Regions from separate parts of the Mus musculus genome. Here all the other regions are linked to region 2. The links are chromatin contacts, called in public HiChIP or PLAC-seq and promoter capture Hi-C maps. All regions are on one chromosome and are shown on one strand. Each heading gives the region's core, a stretch centred on a gene start, on an enhancer-like site or on the middle of the called end of the contact. The rest is flanking DNA. Distances are from core to core; before and after follow the strand shown. Region 1 overlaps Skap2 (src family associated phosphoprotein 2). Region 2 holds the start of Halr1 (Hoxa adjacent long noncoding RNA 1). Region 3 holds the start of Hoxa11os (homeobox A11, opposite strand).

Region 1 (2,700 bases), core at 77-2,576, 230 kb before region 2:
CCAAAGTCTCTCAAAGTTGTCTCTAAAATACTTTTGCAGCTGTGAAATTGCTAATGCAGACTTTTGTTCGTCAGGTCTAGGACATTAGGCTCCCACAGTGGCGTTATCAGTTCATCCTTCTCCTGGCATAAGCACAATGGATGTGAAGTGCTCAAACTGCCATACACACCATTAACTGATTGATTATTTAGTGCTCGTCGCTCCGTAATACCACAGTAACTGGATAATGTATGCTTTGTCACTCACACAATGTGGCTCCTAAAACACAGCACACAGTTAAATACGCTGGATGCTTTTGTTACACAAGAGAACTGTTTCCTGTTTTTAATTTCGTGATAATTGAGTTCTGATGAGTTAAGGAAAAAAGACTGCAAGTTATATCAATAAGACACAAAATGCCCGTGTATTCACTAGCCAGGCGGAACACAGATGTGCTGACAGCTTCCATCGCTGCAATGTCAGCTTTGAATCCACGGGATAACGTGGACATGGATGCTGGATCAGGCTTGTCATCTCACTTTTAAACAAGAGGCGTCTTGGCAACCTCAATACAAACGGCCACATTAGTACAGTCAGCATAGTGTTGATCTCCACAAAGTATTAATTTATTAGGAGATTTAAATTCTCCTTAATGTCTTTAACATTTTTTAAAAAGGAGAATCTGAATAACATGGAATCTAAGTATTTGTGGGATGCACCGTTTCACTTAAATTTGTGAGAAAATAAACAAGGACTAGAAAATACAACCTAACAGAATCCTCTGTTAATTTTTATTTTTTAGGATGGAAAGAGAGGGACAATAGGAGCGGCATGATAGGATTGGGGGAGGGGAGGAGGAGGAGGAAGAAGGAGGGAGGAAGGGAGAGAGGGAGGGGGGAGAGGGAGGGAGGGAGAGGGAGAGAGAGAGAGAGAGAGAGACCGACCCTGTATTGGCCTCTCCACTGTAGTAGCACTTGGGCTCAGAGCACTAAAACCAGCAGGGGCATGTGCAAGCCCCAGAATCCAACCAGGAGCTAATAGTGCTTGTGGCCACCCCTATCACATCCTCCCCCAGCCCCCAGGCATATATTAAATACATTCTGTAAACAGACACTAGAGGGCACTCCAGCTGGCCAGATACCTCCAAGCATTGACCATTTCTTTCTTTCTTTTTTTTTTTTTTTAAAAATCACTTAATAATAAAGTGACTGATTTCCTTTAAAAACCACTTATTTAGACAAATAGAGATTTAGAATTGAAACATTCCTGTCAGATTAAATCAACTGCTAATTGGGTCAAATGTTGCACCCCATGTGGTCTCTCAGTGTCAGCTTGAAAGTCAAGGAGTTAGAGCAGACAGGATGACATCATCTCACACGTGAGGCCTGCCACACAGTTCTAGCCAAGTCAAAGAAGGTCTAAATAGCTAGTTTCCCCAGTAGCCCTTCCCCCACCCCCCAACTTGTTCCCCACGCTGCTCAGGCCTTAGGCTTGGTCCGAAGACGTGGAAGAAACAAACTTTGGCTGAAAAACTGAGGTCAAAGTTTTTGGTGGAGCTGTGGGATCCCAGGTCCCAGCTGTCCGGGCCCTCCTCTGGTTCAGACCTTCTCACAGTACTTTTCAATTAACATGTTTTTTGTTTGTTTTTTGTTTTGTTTTTTGTTTTTTTTTTTTTTAAGTAGGGGGAGGAAAGAAAGGACAAAAAACCCCAAGTATCCAGTGATTTTAAATACACATTCTTACCACTTTGGTTTCTCTTTCCCTGGATACACTTGGAGAGACTCCCATTAACACTAATGGGAGTTACAGGAGCAGCAAGGGGAGAGACCCCCACGGTGTACAAGATGCATCTCTCCCTAGATGTGCATCAGGGGCATTCCATTAAACCTCACTGCTGCAAGGAAGTCAGGGAAGAGCCAGGGATTCAGCAGAGCCGGGGAAAGACACATTTTCAACTGTGCCTCCTGTAATCTTGATGATGATGGAGTCCAAAAAATGACGGACGGTCGGTCCCATGGACAGTGAGCACCGCTGAGGAGCACTCTGTGTGCCATCTGTGCGTCTATGACTGGCGTTCTAAGTGAAGAGCGGGCATCTACAGTGAGGGGAAGGCCAGCAGTGTGTGTGCTAGCTGCCTCCCCGGAAAGCATGCCAGACAAAAAGAATCAGGAGTGATCTTATTTGTGGAAAGCAGGAAGCTCCTATAGCTTATCTCTAAAATGGAGTGGCTCTAAACACACATAGACAAAACTCATGTACAAAAACAGCTTTGAAAGCACAGAAGGCTCACAAACACTAGCAGTCTTTGCCTGTGCTCGGGGAGATAACCCACAGGACATGACTTTGCTTTGCTTTGTGGCACAGGGATAGCAGATGCAGAGCCTCGAGTAGGCTAGTCAGAATGCCTTCCTGCTGAGAACCATCCCTGGCCCCAAGAAAGGCAGGCATTCTGTAGACTATGGAACACTCACAAGCACAGATAATGTGGTTTCGCTGTCTTTACTCGGCATGTTAACACCATTCTATCTATACCACAGTCAATATTTTGAAAATTACACACAAAATGTCACCTTGCTATGTGTGCTGTCCTGAGGGGCATGAATTACTTTTGAAAGAAGGTTTAAAAAGGAAAGTTAGCTAGCCTTTGAAAAATGTACACAATGAGCTTTTAAATTTTTATAAAAATACATATTTGGCAAAGCTAACAGGATTGTTACCAAA
Region 2 (2,748 bases), core at 166-2,665:
AAAACAATCTAGCCATTAAAGGCGGAAGCCCAGTAATGTCAGATGTCAGAAAGCCCACTGTTGACAGCCTAAATATACCAAGAAAGCTTCAAATGTGTTGATTTTCTGTGGGCTAGAACTACATTTTTACAGGTGGAGGATATATCATTAAAACATAAACGCATGTTGAAAGCAAGGCTCTAAAAAGACTTTCTGTCACAAACCATTCTTAGACACACCATAGCAAGGGAGAAATGGTAATACTGTTCAGCACTTATTTGATAGAAATTGTAATTCCTGTGGGAAGGAAAGAGACTTTGGATCTAAATACAATTTTTAATGTGGTTTCTACTTCACAGAATCTGATTTGAGATCCACTTAGCTTGGAGACCGCGCATGAACAGTGCACCTGCTCTGAAAGAGCTCTCAGCTACCATTTCACAAGGAATTGAGTTTTCTCCCTCCATCGCATAGCGCCGTGTCTCCCCACTCACTGCTCAGCCGCTCCCTTGAGTCTCATAAGGTGGTATCATCAGTTTGCCTCTAACAGTGTAAATGTTCACACAACACAAGGAAATACCTACAATGGCCTAGACTTACTCCAAATAAATAGCTCTTCCCCATTTCAGACCTCAATAAAGCCTATTCGCTAGTAATTAATAGCTATGTTCTATGAGCAGTTGTGAAACTCATTATGGAAGCAGGGAAACCCACTTAACTAATTCCAAGCAGGGTCTTTGAATTCATCTAGGCATTCTGTGCTTATGACACACAAGTGAAAGATTTATTACCATCACGGGGGCAAACCCTTCTTGCGTAAGTACCACCGACTTCATTATCTGAGCATTGGCGCTGGCCCAACGTGTATTGACTCACAGTGTTTTCCTTCATGGTGGGAATTCTGTGAACAGTCGCTTTAAATTGAAAAACCAGACGTGGGATTGTTGAGGGAAGGGTGCAAAGGAAGGGTGGTGGGCCATGCTGCCTCTGAACACAATGGACCAGCTCTGACCACGGAAAGGTCACAAATATTCCATCTGGAATGAGATTGAAATATTTTTAAGAAGAAAAAAATGATTTCTTTAGGAAGGAACTTCCCTGGGGCAAATATCAAAACTAATTATCAACATTTACATAGTAGTTGCTGTAATGTCTCCCACACCCATTGACAAGAGAGGACACTTGAAAATAAAAGAATGTTGCCTTCTAAAAATGCAGCGGGAAACCTCTGGACCTTAGTCTAATTTCTTCTAGTTAGACCGTGAAAAGTTTTGTGAAGCCCGGTGTTTTTTTGGAGCCTCCCTTCTCTGCCATTGAAAGAAACAAACCCAGCTGTGCAAACAGCAGACCCGTGTGGACAGATTGTGGGAAGATGCATGCCTGGCTCTTCCTGGGAGGACTTTTGTCTGCAGTGAGTGCGCATGCGCCTCTCAGCTGGGAGACCGTGGGCGGAGGTGATACAACCTGACTGATGATGGCTGACAAAAGAAGAAGAAAGTAGCTGAGAACCAGCAGCTGAAGAAAGTAAGCAATATTGTGTTCTCTCTCTCTCTCTCTCTCTCTCTCTCTCTCTCTCTCTCTCTCATTGTTATCTGTTGGTTTGTTGGGGTTCTGAGATAGACGCTCATGTGATTGAGGGTGGCCTTGAACTCCCCATCCTCCTGCCTCGTCCTCCCCAGTGATGGGATTGGATTATAGGCAGGTGCGAGTGTCTCTGGGTACCAGCGTAAGAATACATCGACATCTTTTCTTTCCTTTTATCTTTCCGCGTCTTGTTTTTCCCAGTTCTTCCCTTCACAGCTGATGTAAGTTTGCGCCAATGCCCTTCTTACTCATGTTGGTCACAGATTCGGAGAAAGGAAATTTCAAAACACCTGAAGTAGGTAGATGTCCAGGTACAAGGGCCGATGGACTCCACAGCTACCTGAGTTCAAAGAATGAGTTTGCTGTTGCTCTCATAAAGAACTGTCTTGTTTTGGTTTTATTTATTTTGTCTTATGTGTAGCGATGTTTTGCCTGCATCATGATATATGTGCATCATATATGGCCCCACACCCAAGGAAGTCAGACGAGGCCTTCCAATTCCCTGGAACTGGAGTTATGGATGTTATGACCCACCATGTGGGCGCTAGGAATCAAACTAATGTCCTGTACAAGAGCACACGTGCTTTTAACTCTGGACCGTCTCTCCAGATGCAAGGAACTGTTTTTACAAGAAATTTCTAGGAATCTGGGAACTAGAAGAGAGGAATATCTGGTTTCTCCTTATTAGAGTTGGTTCTACTTGGATAGCCTCAAGTAATGTGACCCCAAGCTAGTCAGAGGCTTCAAGGTTCAGTACAGACTTCAGGGCAGCCTGAACCCAAGCCTCAGCCAATGACGCCCGGGCTTGAGAGCTGGGGGATGGGGCGGGGAGGAGGACTGGCTTATTAAGTTAGTAAGCAGGTTTTGGGAGCAGAGATGTCAGGTGAGCTGCACTGTACATAGAGAAGAGTCAGTTCTGTGTGGTTCTAAGTGAAATCAATCACGGCTCAGTTCAGCATTCACGGTTCACCGCGAACCACTGCCAAGTGGTTTTCAGGGGACCCAACTTCACTGCAGAAAGGAGCTGTTATTTAAAGTGGGGGCATTAAGGCAGAAGGAGAAAAAGAAGGAAACCTCTCCTCAGGCTGCTGTTGTTCTCCTTAACCTGCCCTCAGGAGATCACCCAGTCCCTTCCCAGAGGCGGTTTGATGAAAAGGTAGGAGGAGAGTTTGCCTACCGGAAGCA
Region 3 (2,737 bases), core at 37-2,536, 140 kb after region 2:
CGAGGACATTTCACCTTCAGCACCTGGGCCGCCTGTTCCCGAGGCAGTAAAGGCATGCATCCTGGCCCCAGGCTTTCCTGCTTGCCGCCATGATTTAGCCCTCCTTAACATCTGGGGCGGCTGAGGGGTCTTTGTCAGCCTGACTTCTGATCAGTTCTTGCCTCTTCCGCCAGCCTCCCAGCTCTCTCGAGGTGGGAGGTGGCAGAGGAAACCCCTACCCAGGCCTTCACTCAGTACACACCGTCAGCATACTGCCAGAGGGCCCTCAGCAGGGTAGGGATGCTAGTTTAGGAAGGGTAGAGGAAAGAGAGGCTACCTTAAGCCTCAGGCAGGATCCATTTGTTCACCCTCACCTTTAAGAAACACACACACACACACACACACACACACACACACACACACACACACACACACACAACTTTTGACTGATTTAAAAACAATTGTGAATAACAGAAGGCAGCATGTAATTGCAACCGGACCAGAGGAAAATGGCTTCCTTTGGACAAAAAGGCCAAATTTAAGTTAATTTGTTTCTTTTAATATATTGCTTGAGCTAAGTGGGCTACTTTATCTGTTAAATGCGCTCTTAGCGCCATCATTAAACAGCCGATGCCTTTGAATCCCAGCCGGGACTGGAGTCCCGCCGCAACACATGGCTTTTATAAAAATCTCCGGATTACCCCGCTATCAAAGGCTCCTGAAGCCCTTGTAGGGGGAATTTACAGGCGCCCACCTCCGGCTCCCCAGCCTGGAGCTGGTCTCTAGCGGGGATCGTGCTGTTGAGTTTGGGAGCTGAGAAGGGAAAAAAGGAAAAAGGGGAGTTGTATTTTTTTTTTTTTCTGCAGGCATGCTTTGGCCGGTGGGTATTTCACGGCCAATTTCAGCACTCGCCACGTGATCCCTCCTTTTATAACAAAGTTTTGTTGGGGGAAACCTAAAGGCCCTTCATAAACCTTATATGCTTATAAAACAGCATATAAAAATTTAACAGCGGTGCTGCGCTAGATTCCCAACTCCCCTTTCATAAAGCGCTGGGCGCTGCCTTTATACGCACCGGAGCCACCGGCCTTGTCCTCAGTGTGGCCGGAAGACGACTCGGGGCTGCTGCTGCTCTCGGGTCGCCGCCGTCGCTCCTTCTCCTCCGCCGCCGCCTCCTGACAGCCGCCGCCACCGCCGCCGTCCGAACTTGAAGTTGCCGGCGCGCCCGTGGCCGCCGCCGCCACCGCCGCAGCGGAGGTCGCAGCTGCTGCTTGGGGCCCCTTCTCGGCGTTCTTGTCCCCGGGGTAGTCGGAGGAAGCGAGGTTTTCCGGGGTGCCGTAAGCCGTCTCGAAAAACTGGTCGAAAGCCTGTGGCAGAACGCCGTTCCTGCCCACCGTGCTATAGAAATTGGACGAGACGGCGGGGGTGGGGTGGTGGTAGACGTTGGCCGAGCTCTTGGCCAGCACGTCGCCAGGCACGCCGGCCGCGCTGGGCGCCTGCAGACAGTCTCTGTGCACGAGCTCCTCCGCGGAGTAGCAGTGGGCCAGATTGCCGCGGGGGTGCCATTTAGTGGCGGGCTCAATGGCGTACTCTCTGAAGGTCACTTCGCGCACGGGTTGGACCTGGGGCAGGTTGGAGGAGTAGGAGTATGTCATTGGGCGCGAAGACGGGGTCTGGGGCAAAAAAGAAGGGAGGCTGGAGAAATCTGGACCCGAGACGTAGTAAGTACAACTTGGCAAATACATGTTAGAGGAGCAGGGACCACGCTCATCAAAATCCATCATTGGGCTACCTTGGGCTCTCCGCAGTAGCCGAGCTTAACATGATTCTCCACTGCAGCTGCCTCTTTGAAGCGGATCCGTGAAGTAGAAATTTGGAGACGTAAGCTGACGTGGAAATCTATCCCCATCCTTAGCAGGGAGGTGCTGGTCATGTGACCCGATGTTGAAATTGACAAGCCGCGAGCTAGTCCCGGCTTTTTTTTTTTTTTAACCCCCCTCCCTTTCCTTTTTTCCCCTCCCCTCCCTCCTCGGCTTCCTTTCTTTGTAGCCACCTCAGGGGAAGCAACAGATCGTCACTCGGTGTTCTCACCGAAAGCACGTAATCGCCGGTGTAACTCATGTTGGCTGGGGGGCCTCCCCGCGCGCAGAAAGGCTGGGGTGCGCCCCCGGGCAGCTCTCCTTTGCTCAGCTACATGGTCCTGGTCCACGAGTGCTCTGAGGGCGGCAAGAGAGCGCAACTCCTGACGCCTCCCCCCACTCCCCGGTGGGTGAGGGATACTCTCTGGGCTGGGGGTGGCCAGGTGAAAGCCCGGAATTGTATAGCTTCAGGTCCCGGAGTCTGTTATCCGAAGGCTTACGTTCAGCACCTTCTTCGCAGCCCCCCTCCCACAGGTTTGCTCTGGGAAGCCCCCCAGCCTCAGACCCTGGCTGGACCCCATTTGGGGCCAGGCTTCGCCGGCACGGATGTGCCGGCCTCGTGGCTTGTCCGATTTGCACGGTGACTTGATTACACGCTCTCATTCACGGTCACTTCCGAAGCGCTTTAGTGCCTTCCGTCCCCAAACCGCCAACAGGCAAAGCGGCTTCCCTCCGCGGTTTGTCAATAATCCGCGCTGTCCGGAAGGGCCTTCGTCTTACCCGGGTTCCACCTTCCCTGTATCTTTCTGCTTACTTCCTTACCCCACACCCTGTCCTTGAAGGAACCCCTTCTCCTCGCTGCCTGTAGGGGTTCGGAGTGACTCCTCAGAGCCAGAGGC

What was found. HiChIP or PLAC-seq counts read pairs in DNA pulled down with a chosen protein or histone mark. Capture Hi-C pulls out chosen DNA fragments and counts their contacts.
Region 1: a contact with region 2 is called in an H3K27ac HiChIP or PLAC-seq map of embryonic stem cells, with 33 read pairs. The contact joins the enhancer-like site here to the promoter of Halr1 in region 2. A contact is called at or near these places in 2 of 39 promoter capture datasets (the 3T3-L1 cell line and embryonic stem cells), 20 of 484 Hi-C or Micro-C datasets (the HL-1 cell line, embryonic fibroblasts, embryonic stem cells and 5 more), 9 of 115 datasets of contacts at active chromatin or transcription factors (bone marrow-derived dendritic cells and embryonic stem cells) and 3 of 9 other capture datasets (adipose tissue, embryonic tail and pancreatic islet).
Region 3: a promoter capture Hi-C map of adipose tissue shows a contact between it and region 2. The contact joins the promoter of Hoxa11os here to the promoter of Halr1 in region 2. A contact is called at or near these places in 1 of 115 datasets of contacts at active chromatin or transcription factors (embryonic stem cells) and 1 of 9 other capture datasets (adipose tissue).

The regions. Positions count from the first base shown.
Region 1 is chr6:51,875,020-51,877,719 of GRCm38.p6, forward strand. The region is part of intron 10 of Skap2 (src family associated phosphoprotein 2); the gene reads right to left. Among named protein-coding and RNA genes, the nearest start is that of Skap2, 140 kb to the right of the region's middle. Within about 2 kb of position 1,327, at least 61 of the 459 cell types and tissues checked have an H3K27ac peak or open chromatin away from gene starts, as enhancers often do. A contact at or near this core is called in adipose tissue, embryonic stem cells, embryonic tail and 2 more, where this site is marked.
Region 2 is chr6:52,101,534-52,104,281 of GRCm38.p6, forward strand. Halr1 (Hoxa adjacent long noncoding RNA 1) reads left to right here and starts at 1,416. Exons shown (of 3, transcript NR_110440.1): 1 at 1,416-1,503.
Region 3 is chr6:52,243,957-52,246,693 of GRCm38.p6, forward strand. Hoxa11os (homeobox A11, opposite strand) reads left to right here and starts at 1,287. Exons shown (of 5, transcript NR_015348.1): 1 at 1,287-1,860; 2 at 2,029-2,244; 3 at 2,359-2,575; 4 at 2,707-2,737. Hoxa11 (homeobox A11) reads right to left here and starts at 1,854. Exons shown (of 2, transcript NM_010450.3): 1 at 1,055-1,854. The coding sequence starts at 1,763. It overlaps LOC115490410 (a long non-coding RNA gene), which reads left to right. Exons shown (of 2, transcript XR_003956437.1): 2 at 1-557.